3 separate regions of the Mus musculus genome follow, and regions 1 and 3 are each linked to region 2. The links are chromatin contacts, called in public Hi-C and Micro-C maps. All regions are on one chromosome and are shown on one strand. Each heading gives the region's core, a stretch centred on a gene start, on an enhancer-like site or on the middle of the called end of the contact. The rest is flanking DNA. Distances are from core to core; before and after follow the strand shown.

Region 1 (2,700 bases), core at 36-2,535, 210 kb after region 2:
TGTGGTTGAGTTTGAACACCTTTTTTATATATTTTGGAGAATAGTCCTTCATTAGATGTGTCTTTTGCGAATATTTTTCTCTCTCTAAGACTTGTCTTCTCAGATTTTGGAGTCTGGCAATTTTTATCCTTCCTTCTGCTGAAGCCAAGTTGTCTAGAAGTGTCTCAAGGCTACCTGAGATTGGCAGACAAAGTCAGTGTGCAGGGGTGCTGGTCTTTCCCTGGTGTTGTTCCTGCCTTTATCAAAGTAGAATAACTCAACAAAGTTTAAATGTGAGGGTTTCACATGAGGCTAACTTTATCTGTCTGTCTGTCTGTCTGTCTGTCTGTCTGTCTTTCTGTCTATATCTATCTATCTATCTACATATGTATGTATATATGTATGTATGTATGTATGTATGTATCTATCTATCTATCTATTGTTTATCTAACTAACTACTTATCTATCATCTAATCCTATATATCTCTGTCTGCCTAGCTATAGATATAGTCATATGGGGCTTTTTTGATTCTTTAAATAATTTCTAAACCATCAGATTAATTAATTTTAAATAGTTTTTTCTCTAGAATTTCATGCATACTTTCAGCAATATGTGATCAAATCTTTCCTATTAATTGCTACCCACATTCCCCTCAACCCAACCACCTTTAAACTTCCTCTTCTCTTCCTCTTCCTTCTCTTCTTCCTTCTCTTTTTTCTCCTCCCTCATTTCATCTTCCTCCTCCTTCCTGCTTCTCTTATTGGTGCTAATTCCCTAAGCCCAGTTAGTGCTGCTCAAATGGTTCCATAACCAAACTAACTGACCATAAGACATCTTTTAAACACAATTCTGAAATTCCACATCTCCATATATGGAATGTAATGTTAGCTTTATTCTCTTTAAGAAAACTTAAAATAAGCCAATCACACTCATGTGATGCCTGTGTACTGGGGTTTCTATGCTGTCGAATACTCACTTAAATGAAGGGTGGAAGTGAGACGCCTGAAGAAATACGCAACCCACAGCTCACTTGCCTCTTGGAAATCAGAAAATTTGATACTAGTTATAAAAAAGCAAAACAACAACAACAGCAAATCCCAGAAGGGACTGTCTGCTGTTTGGAGTATTCCTCAGGAAATAGAGGGAAGTTTTCCTAAGGATTTGCTCTTCAGGGGAATCAAACTGTCCAATTAGGACTTTTTTTTTCTTAGTTCTTGGTGTTGGTGACATTACAGATACTTGAGCAGGCTGCCCACTTCAGGATGACGTGGAAATGTCTGCATAAGTTTGTTATTCATTCTTAGTTCTTGAGTCAGCTTTTCTGAGTCAGAGACTAAGTCAGATGGACGCATGGTGATATTTTATGAGCACATCTATCCACAGTGACTTTTTACATTGATTCCCAGGGAAGAAGGGACATCCTCCCTCCCCAACCCACCCCTATTGTTGTTCCAGAAGATTTGAAATACTTAATGAATTTCATGCAATGAAAAGTAGTGAACTAATAGTTAACAAATATCATATAAAGGGAGAGTAATATGCAGAAATCACCAACTCTGTGAGCTATATCAGCACAAGAAAGTGTCTCTGTGCTGTACCTGAAATGAGCTGCAGGGTTGGCTCTAAAGTTCTAGGTCAAACCAAAGAGAAGTCATTCTATTGCAAGGTTCATAGGGATTTTAAAAAGGACAATATGCTAGTTACTCAACAGAACTTCTCTGAAGGCAAATCTCTACAAAAATGACTTCTTAATAATCAGGACTTGATGAAGATTGTACAACTTAGCCTCTATTCTCCCAAGGGAAACTGGAATTGCTAGTGTTTTCCAGGTAGGGAGTGATCTATGTAGATTCTGGTTTCCTTCCTGTGGCTGTGATAAAAACAAACAAACAAACAAACAAACAAACAAACAAAGGAACCCTCTGAGACAAACAGCAACTTAGAAGAGGAAATGTTTTCTTTGGCTTATATGCTCAGGTCATAATCCATCATTGAAGGAAGTTAGGATAGGAACTCACACACTCAAACAGGATCTTCAAGCAAAAGCCATGGAGAAATGCTGCTTGCTGGTTTGCTCATGTTTATGCTCAGCTGGTTTCTTATACAGCATAGGAACACTTGCCTAAGGATGTTGTCGCCCACAGTGGGTTGGAACCTCTTATGTCAATTAACAATCAAGACAATCCACCCTAGACCTTCAGTTGAGGCTTTTCTCTCAGACAACTCTGGGCTGTGTTGAGTTGACAAAACATGTATAGGACACTTTTATTTTCAGCTTGATGAATTTAGTGAAATCAGAAGGAATCCTATGCAAATTGTTGCCTGTACACCTATCCAACACTATGAACCTGTGTTGCTGTCAAAGCACCCACATGGCCTAGACCATGAAAACTGAACTATAGAACATGAAGTGGCCAGGGCCATCAGATCTTATCTGGTGGTTCAGAGCATCAGAAATTGAATTTCCAATCTGCTTCTTCTTGATCAGTTTTCTCCCTAAAACTCTGATGTGGATGGTCATGTGTGTAAAGGTTGCTGCTCTTGCAAAACCAATTAACCCCAAACATAATAGCTTAAAAAATGTTTGGTCATAAATTTTTAAAGGACAATAATAGAGTGGTTTGTGTCTTCAGCAAAGTGTCTGGGGCCTCTGGTGACACTATTCCTTAAGTAGGGACTCTAAGAGTTATGGATGAACATCACCTTGATGTATCTTTATT
Region 2 (2,700 bases), core at 70-2,569:
TGGTCTGGATGCCCAGGAGGGTATGTTCCAACGACAAGCCTGTGTTTCCTGGGTGACCATCACGTTTACTCTTTACCAGGCTTCTGGGCCACCACGACATACCTCACAGAAATTGTCTCTAGGCTTGAGGACTCTGCACACCACCCTGGCTGAAATTCACAGGCCAATCAACCCATGTTTCTTTATGCATCCTTTAACTCTCCAGTGGCCACAAGATGAACAAAAACTTTGCACGTGTTGACCACACCTGTTATTTCTTTTTCTTCTTTACTCTCTTGAAATTACTTGTAGAATTGAAGTATTATTTATTAAAAAGGAGGGGTTTTTTTCCATCCACAAGAGCATGGGGTAATCTTGAGGCTATTGTGCTAAGTGTTAAAGAAAGAAAAATGGACAAATTGATTTACTCCAATAGTCAGACACAATTGTTGAGGTTGAAAAAGTAGATTAGCCGGTCTCCTTATTTTTGAAGAGGTCGCAGTCAAGTGAAGAAAATCAGTAATGCCTGCACCATTGCTACAGATGTGCTAAAGAAGTCCCTATTTGTGGAATCTTAAATGCCCGACTTTCCTGTCCTTCCTTTTCATTGGAATGTCTATGCAGAGTTGTGCCTACAATAGAATTTCGGCGAGACTCTCAAAGATCGGTGAAATTCTTAGTTAGCACTTAGTAAATCAGGAATCCATTTTTTTTAAAGGGTCCCAGCAGTTTGAAGGACCTCCATATCTCCATACTCTGCACTAATCTGATCTCAGCCAACAATCTTTTCCTCTCTCCCTAAAGCATTAAAATGACCCTGAGCTGGAGCACAAGCTTATCTTTGACTGTGTGGAACCAGACCACGTGGCAGAACCTGCTCAGGGTCTCTGGGTTTTATCCTGTCTCTTAGATTGCAAGAACATTTTCTCTTCCTTCTCTCTCAGGAAGAGAATACTTTGAAATTCTTTCTACCAGTTCTGGCCATCAGGGTTTTATCTTTAAAGGAGTTGATGTGGTAAGAAAGCTTGGAGAACTTTCTGGAAGCAAAAAGTACAAAGAAGGAAGGCCAGGACATTTGGGGAATGCTGCCTGCCTTTGAATTAGTCACCCCGATGGTTACACCATCTCCTCCTTTGTTTCAATCTTATCTAACACTCATCTTTTTCTTTGTTCATCCCCCTACCCAGTCCTTCAGACCTTCTAAAATCTGGTCTTGGGGCAAGGCACCATGTTCTCAGGGTGTTCAAAACCCTGTGCTGGATATTATAGGAGCAGGAGGAGCCATTTCAGAAGGTCCTATTCTGGACTGCACACTAGCATTTCCTTGTGTGTAGAGCTAGGAGATGCATTGTTGAAAGCGACTCATTGTCTCCAGGGTACTGTGGTGAGGTGGTGGTCACTGATCCCATCATGCTTTGTCGCAGCTGTTGGCTTGATTCTGTGCCAGGTGCTTGAAACAACTGTGGCTTTGCAGATGGGCTACAGAGACTGGACCCAAAGGTATCACGTCAACATGTTCAGTCAATTGGGGTCTTATAAGGACAGAGAGAATTTCTTCTGACTTCACTTTTTATGAAGAAAAGGAGACTTTCCAGGGCTGTTGTCTTTCCTAGAATTCCTTCTTTCAAAACATCTTTGGGGAATATAATTGGATATTAGTAATACTTTCTGGTTCATTTAAAAAATAAAAGCAAAATGCAATTTATAGGTGGGTGTTGCTTCTGGTAAAATTAATTAAAAAGAACTCGTGTGAAAATAGAATTTGGGATGCATGATTAAGCATCCTGGATTTCTTTTTCTTTTTCTTTCTCTCTCTCTCTCTCTCTCTCTTTTTTCTTTTTGTGCATGCTGCTACGTACAGATGTGGTTGTGAAATAGTTCAAATCAGGGCCCACTGAATGTCCTCACTGGACTTTTAGGAATGTGTGCACTGAGGCAGCCAAATTTTATTTCATTTGGTTTGGCTCATTGCACTGGCTGTGAATCAGAAAGTATTCATTTTAATATCTGAGTGGAAATTTATTTACAAACACACGGCTACAGTTATTCTTTCAAAGGGCTTAAAGTTTTTGTTTAATTTCCTCAAAAATTTGCTTTCTAGTTTTTCTTTCCATCTGGAACTTGTGACAGAATATGTTGAAGAGGTTTTTCTAGAATAAAAAAATACATGTCCTGACGCACAGATAAATGTAATCTTTCGTGTGGTTTATCTTTCCTGTTTGGTGGCAACGACAGAGTTCAGAATTGGTCTGGAGATGATTACATTGCTGATTCTGAAATGCTTTTCAAAGATAAAGTGATTTATTTAGCTGTTACATTATTATTATAAGCATAATTTAATGCTTAAGTGTTCTGAGTTAATATTGAGTTCTTTCTTCTTAGCCAATCATGGCAGTATTCTAAAAAGAAAAAAAAATTAAAGAAAAACCCAAAGACCCACGAATGAGACAGATCTGCATTTTAATGATGGTTCTACCATCTATCAGCCAAGAGACCTTGAACAAGTTAGTCAGATCCCTGGCGTCTCAAGTTATGACTCTGTAATTGGAGCAACCCAGCTCATTGTTTGTGATATTGAGATGAGACACAGAGCTGAACCCACCAAGCACATTGCTAGTTTATGAGAAGCCCATGGCGTATGCTGCTAGTTAGTCAGTCCTTGGCCACAGAGATTGTCACATAGAACTGAATCAGAATAGGATCAATCAATCCAACCTTGAT
Region 3 (2,700 bases), core at 81-2,580, 150 kb before region 2:
CGCCCCCTTCAGGCTTGGCTGAAGCATCTTTACCTGCTATCAGGGAGACTCACCGCCTTGCTTACAATACAGACTGCCTGCCCTAAATAGAGATCCCTACCCTCAGTGTTTTTTTTTTTTTAAAGCTTTTAAATTGTATTTTTCTCTCTCACAGCTTTGCAATAGCTGTTAGTAAGCAAAAAAAACATTCCCTTCTTCGACGTTATGACCCTTTTCTTCTACTGCTAATTGAATGGCGTTGATAAGGAGCAACATGTGAATTCATGTTTAACCCTAAAATGGGGAGCAGACGTATGTATTTCCAGTTGCTACTTAATAATGGCCTTTCAGTAATTAAGAGCCTTCTCCTCTGAACGTAATTATTCAAAGGGACAGTGGAAGCTTTGTAAAAGAATGTATGCCCATGTAAGCAGGCGAAAAGTCATTTCACATGTATTGTGGACACCAGTCGTAACATGTTTTACTTAAAAGTTAGAACTGAAAAGGTCTTACTGACTTCCAAATCCATTTCTCACTTCCTCCATTGAGCATTTTGAACCAGCTCACAGCCCTTTTGGAAAGCCAGGTCTCTGTTACTACAAATGTCCACATTGTCTGCCCTGCCAGCTGCGTTCGTTAGCAGTTTTCTCCAGTAGCAGGCCATGTGATATAAAATATCGAACGTCCTCTGGCTTGTAAATATCATGTTAACCTTCAAAGCGTTCGAAAGCGCAGGAAATCTGAGTCAACAGAATAGTATGTAAGTTTATTTTTATAGAACCTGCCTGAACTGCAAGGGAGGGGCGGGGCGTGGACCCAGGCCTGCCTGCCAATCTGCGCTGCCAGTGAACTAAGCCTGATCCCACTGAGAGCCAGGCCAGCGGGCTTCGGTCAACTTGCTGACTTCCTACTTGCAGAACTGGGCAGTTCCGGGGAAGCACTTTCAGGAAATCTTCCGTTGACACCGTGTCTGTCCAACTGTGTAGGAAATGAAGGGTTCTAGCAAAGTTTTTACTCAGTGACTAATCAAAATATTAGATAATTTTGCTAAGCTGGAGCTTAGTCACTATCCTCAGAAGTGCTGTGGGACTTGTCCGGCAAGTCTTCAGGTCTATCTGATCAACCGTCCTCAGGCACAAGGGACCTTCTTAGCCCCTGCCTGGAAGGACGTGGCCGACCCCGGGCTGTTTAGGAGCACATACCCACTCCCCCACACCCCCAGCTCCTCTGGCTTATTAGTTTAGACAGTTAGGGTTCTAATCCCACTATGAGGAGTCTGAGCAGTGGTGAATCTGCCCTCCCGAAACCTCTGTGGCCTTGTGGGGATGGCTGCCGGTTGGCGTTTCCAGGAAGACAGCGCCTGCAGCTATTTGCCAACTCCATGTTGGCAGCTGGTTTGATTCCTCTTTTGGATAGCAAGAACAGCATGATGAAGAAAAGGCAAAGGGGAGGGCTTGGCAAACAACGTGTCCTTCATCTTGATGGGGATTGCAATGTGCAAAGTAGGTTGCCAGCCATACTGTTTCCAGTACAGTTTCCTTCCCCCCCTCTCCTCCCCATGTCCCTCCCCCTTTCTCTCTCTCTCCCTTTTCCTCTCTTCTTCTCCCCTCTTTCTCATCTCTGTCCCTCTCCCCCTCCCTCTCCTCTCTTCCTCTCTCCCTTTCCCCTCTCTTCCTCCTTTCTCCCTTCTCTCCTCCCTCCCTCCCTCCCTCCCTCCCTCCCTCCCTCCCTCCCTCCCTCCCTCCCTCCTGTGTGTGTGTGTGTGTGTGTGTAGTCTATGAACATGTCTGTATGGATATGTGTGTCAGTACCATACCTATGCATGAGGAGGTCATCTTAGTTTTTGAGAGGAAGTCTCTCACTGAATATGCATCTCACTGTAATGGTTAGAATGACTGACCAATGGGCTCCAGGGGCCAGGCCACCTCTGCTTCTTAGTGCTGAGATTGCAGACTCTGCACACATCCTTTGTGGGTGTTGGAGATGAGAACTCATGTCCTGTGTGACAAGGCCTTTAGCCGCAAAGCCATCTTCCCTGCCCTGTAGTTGTGTGTTTCTATGCACGTGACAGTCTCTGCAACGACTTCTATTTTTCTTCTAACTTTTTTTTCTACTTTTGAAGTCCTGGATTCAAAATTGATTAATTCCAGAAAGTGGGGTTGTTGCTAGGATTTTGATACAAGTCTGAAAATCAACCAACCAACCAACCACCAACCAACCAACCAACCAACCAACCACCAACCAACCAACCAACCAACCAACAACCAACCAACAACCAACCAACCAACCAACCACCAACCAACCAACTGACCAAAACCCACCAGGACTTGGGATACCATTGAACGCATCTCCCCGAATAACTGCCATTTCTCTTCTGTCACCAGAATCATCCCTCTTCGTGTTTGTTGGGGCTAAAAAATAACCCAGATCTTCTCTCTCCCACTCTTGCGTGCATTTATCTGTTAATGCTAAATTCTATTCTTAAGTAGAAACTCTAAAGGGCTGAAAAATAACATTTGAAGTGTATGTCAATAGATTAGCATGGAGCCCACCTGTGGGTCTGCTTCCTCCCCACTCTTTTAAAGCCAGCTTCCTGTAGGTACAAGGCAGTTCTTTAAAGTCCTGTTTTTCTCTTTGCTAGATGTGAGTTGTCAAATAGTTAACACCAGAACCAGGCTTTTATCACAGTGACAAATACCCTGAAAGAAAATTATTTTGAAG

The links. A called contact is a pair of places that touch in the nucleus more often than the background predicts.
Region 1: a Hi-C map of muscle stem cells shows a contact between it and region 2, with 2.4 times the contacts expected there. The contact joins two enhancer-like sites. A contact is called at or near these places in 1 of 39 promoter capture datasets (stem cell-derived epiblast-like cells), 1 of 484 Hi-C or Micro-C datasets (muscle stem cells) and 2 of 115 datasets of contacts at active chromatin or transcription factors (fibro-adipogenic progenitors and large pre-B cells).
Region 3: a Micro-C map of muscle stem cells shows a contact between it and region 2, with 3 times the contacts expected there. The contact joins two enhancer-like sites. A contact is called at or near these places in 1 of 39 promoter capture datasets (pre-B cells), 6 of 484 Hi-C or Micro-C datasets (LSK cells, granulosa cells, muscle stem cells and 2 more), 1 of 115 datasets of contacts at active chromatin or transcription factors (fibro-adipogenic progenitors) and 2 of 9 other capture datasets (adipose tissue and pancreatic islet).

What each region holds. Positions count from the first base shown.
Region 1 is chr10:4,982,841-4,985,540 of GRCm38.p6, forward strand. The region is part of intron 7 of Esr1 (estrogen receptor 1 (alpha)); the gene reads left to right. Among named protein-coding and RNA genes, the nearest start is that of Esr1, 270 kb to the left of the region's middle. Within about 2 kb of position 1,286, at least 8 of the 459 cell types and tissues checked have an H3K27ac peak or open chromatin away from gene starts, as enhancers often do. A contact at or near this core is called in muscle stem cells, where this site is marked.
Region 2 is chr10:4,774,337-4,777,036 of GRCm38.p6, forward strand. All of the region lies in intron 3 of Esr1 (estrogen receptor 1 (alpha)), which reads left to right. Among named protein-coding and RNA genes, the nearest start is that of Esr1, 66 kb to the left of the region's middle. Within about 2 kb of position 1,320, at least 51 of the 459 cell types and tissues checked have an H3K27ac peak or open chromatin away from gene starts, as enhancers often do. A contact at or near this core is called in adipose tissue, fibro-adipogenic progenitors, granulosa cells and 1 more, where this site is marked.
Region 3 is chr10:4,620,306-4,623,005 of GRCm38.p6, forward strand. It overlaps a transcript of Esr1 not described here. Among named protein-coding and RNA genes, the nearest start is that of Esr1, 89 kb to the right of the region's middle. Within about 2 kb of position 1,331, at least 113 of the 459 cell types and tissues checked have an H3K27ac peak or open chromatin away from gene starts, as enhancers often do. A contact at or near this core is called in adipose tissue, fibro-adipogenic progenitors, granulosa cells and 1 more, where this site is marked.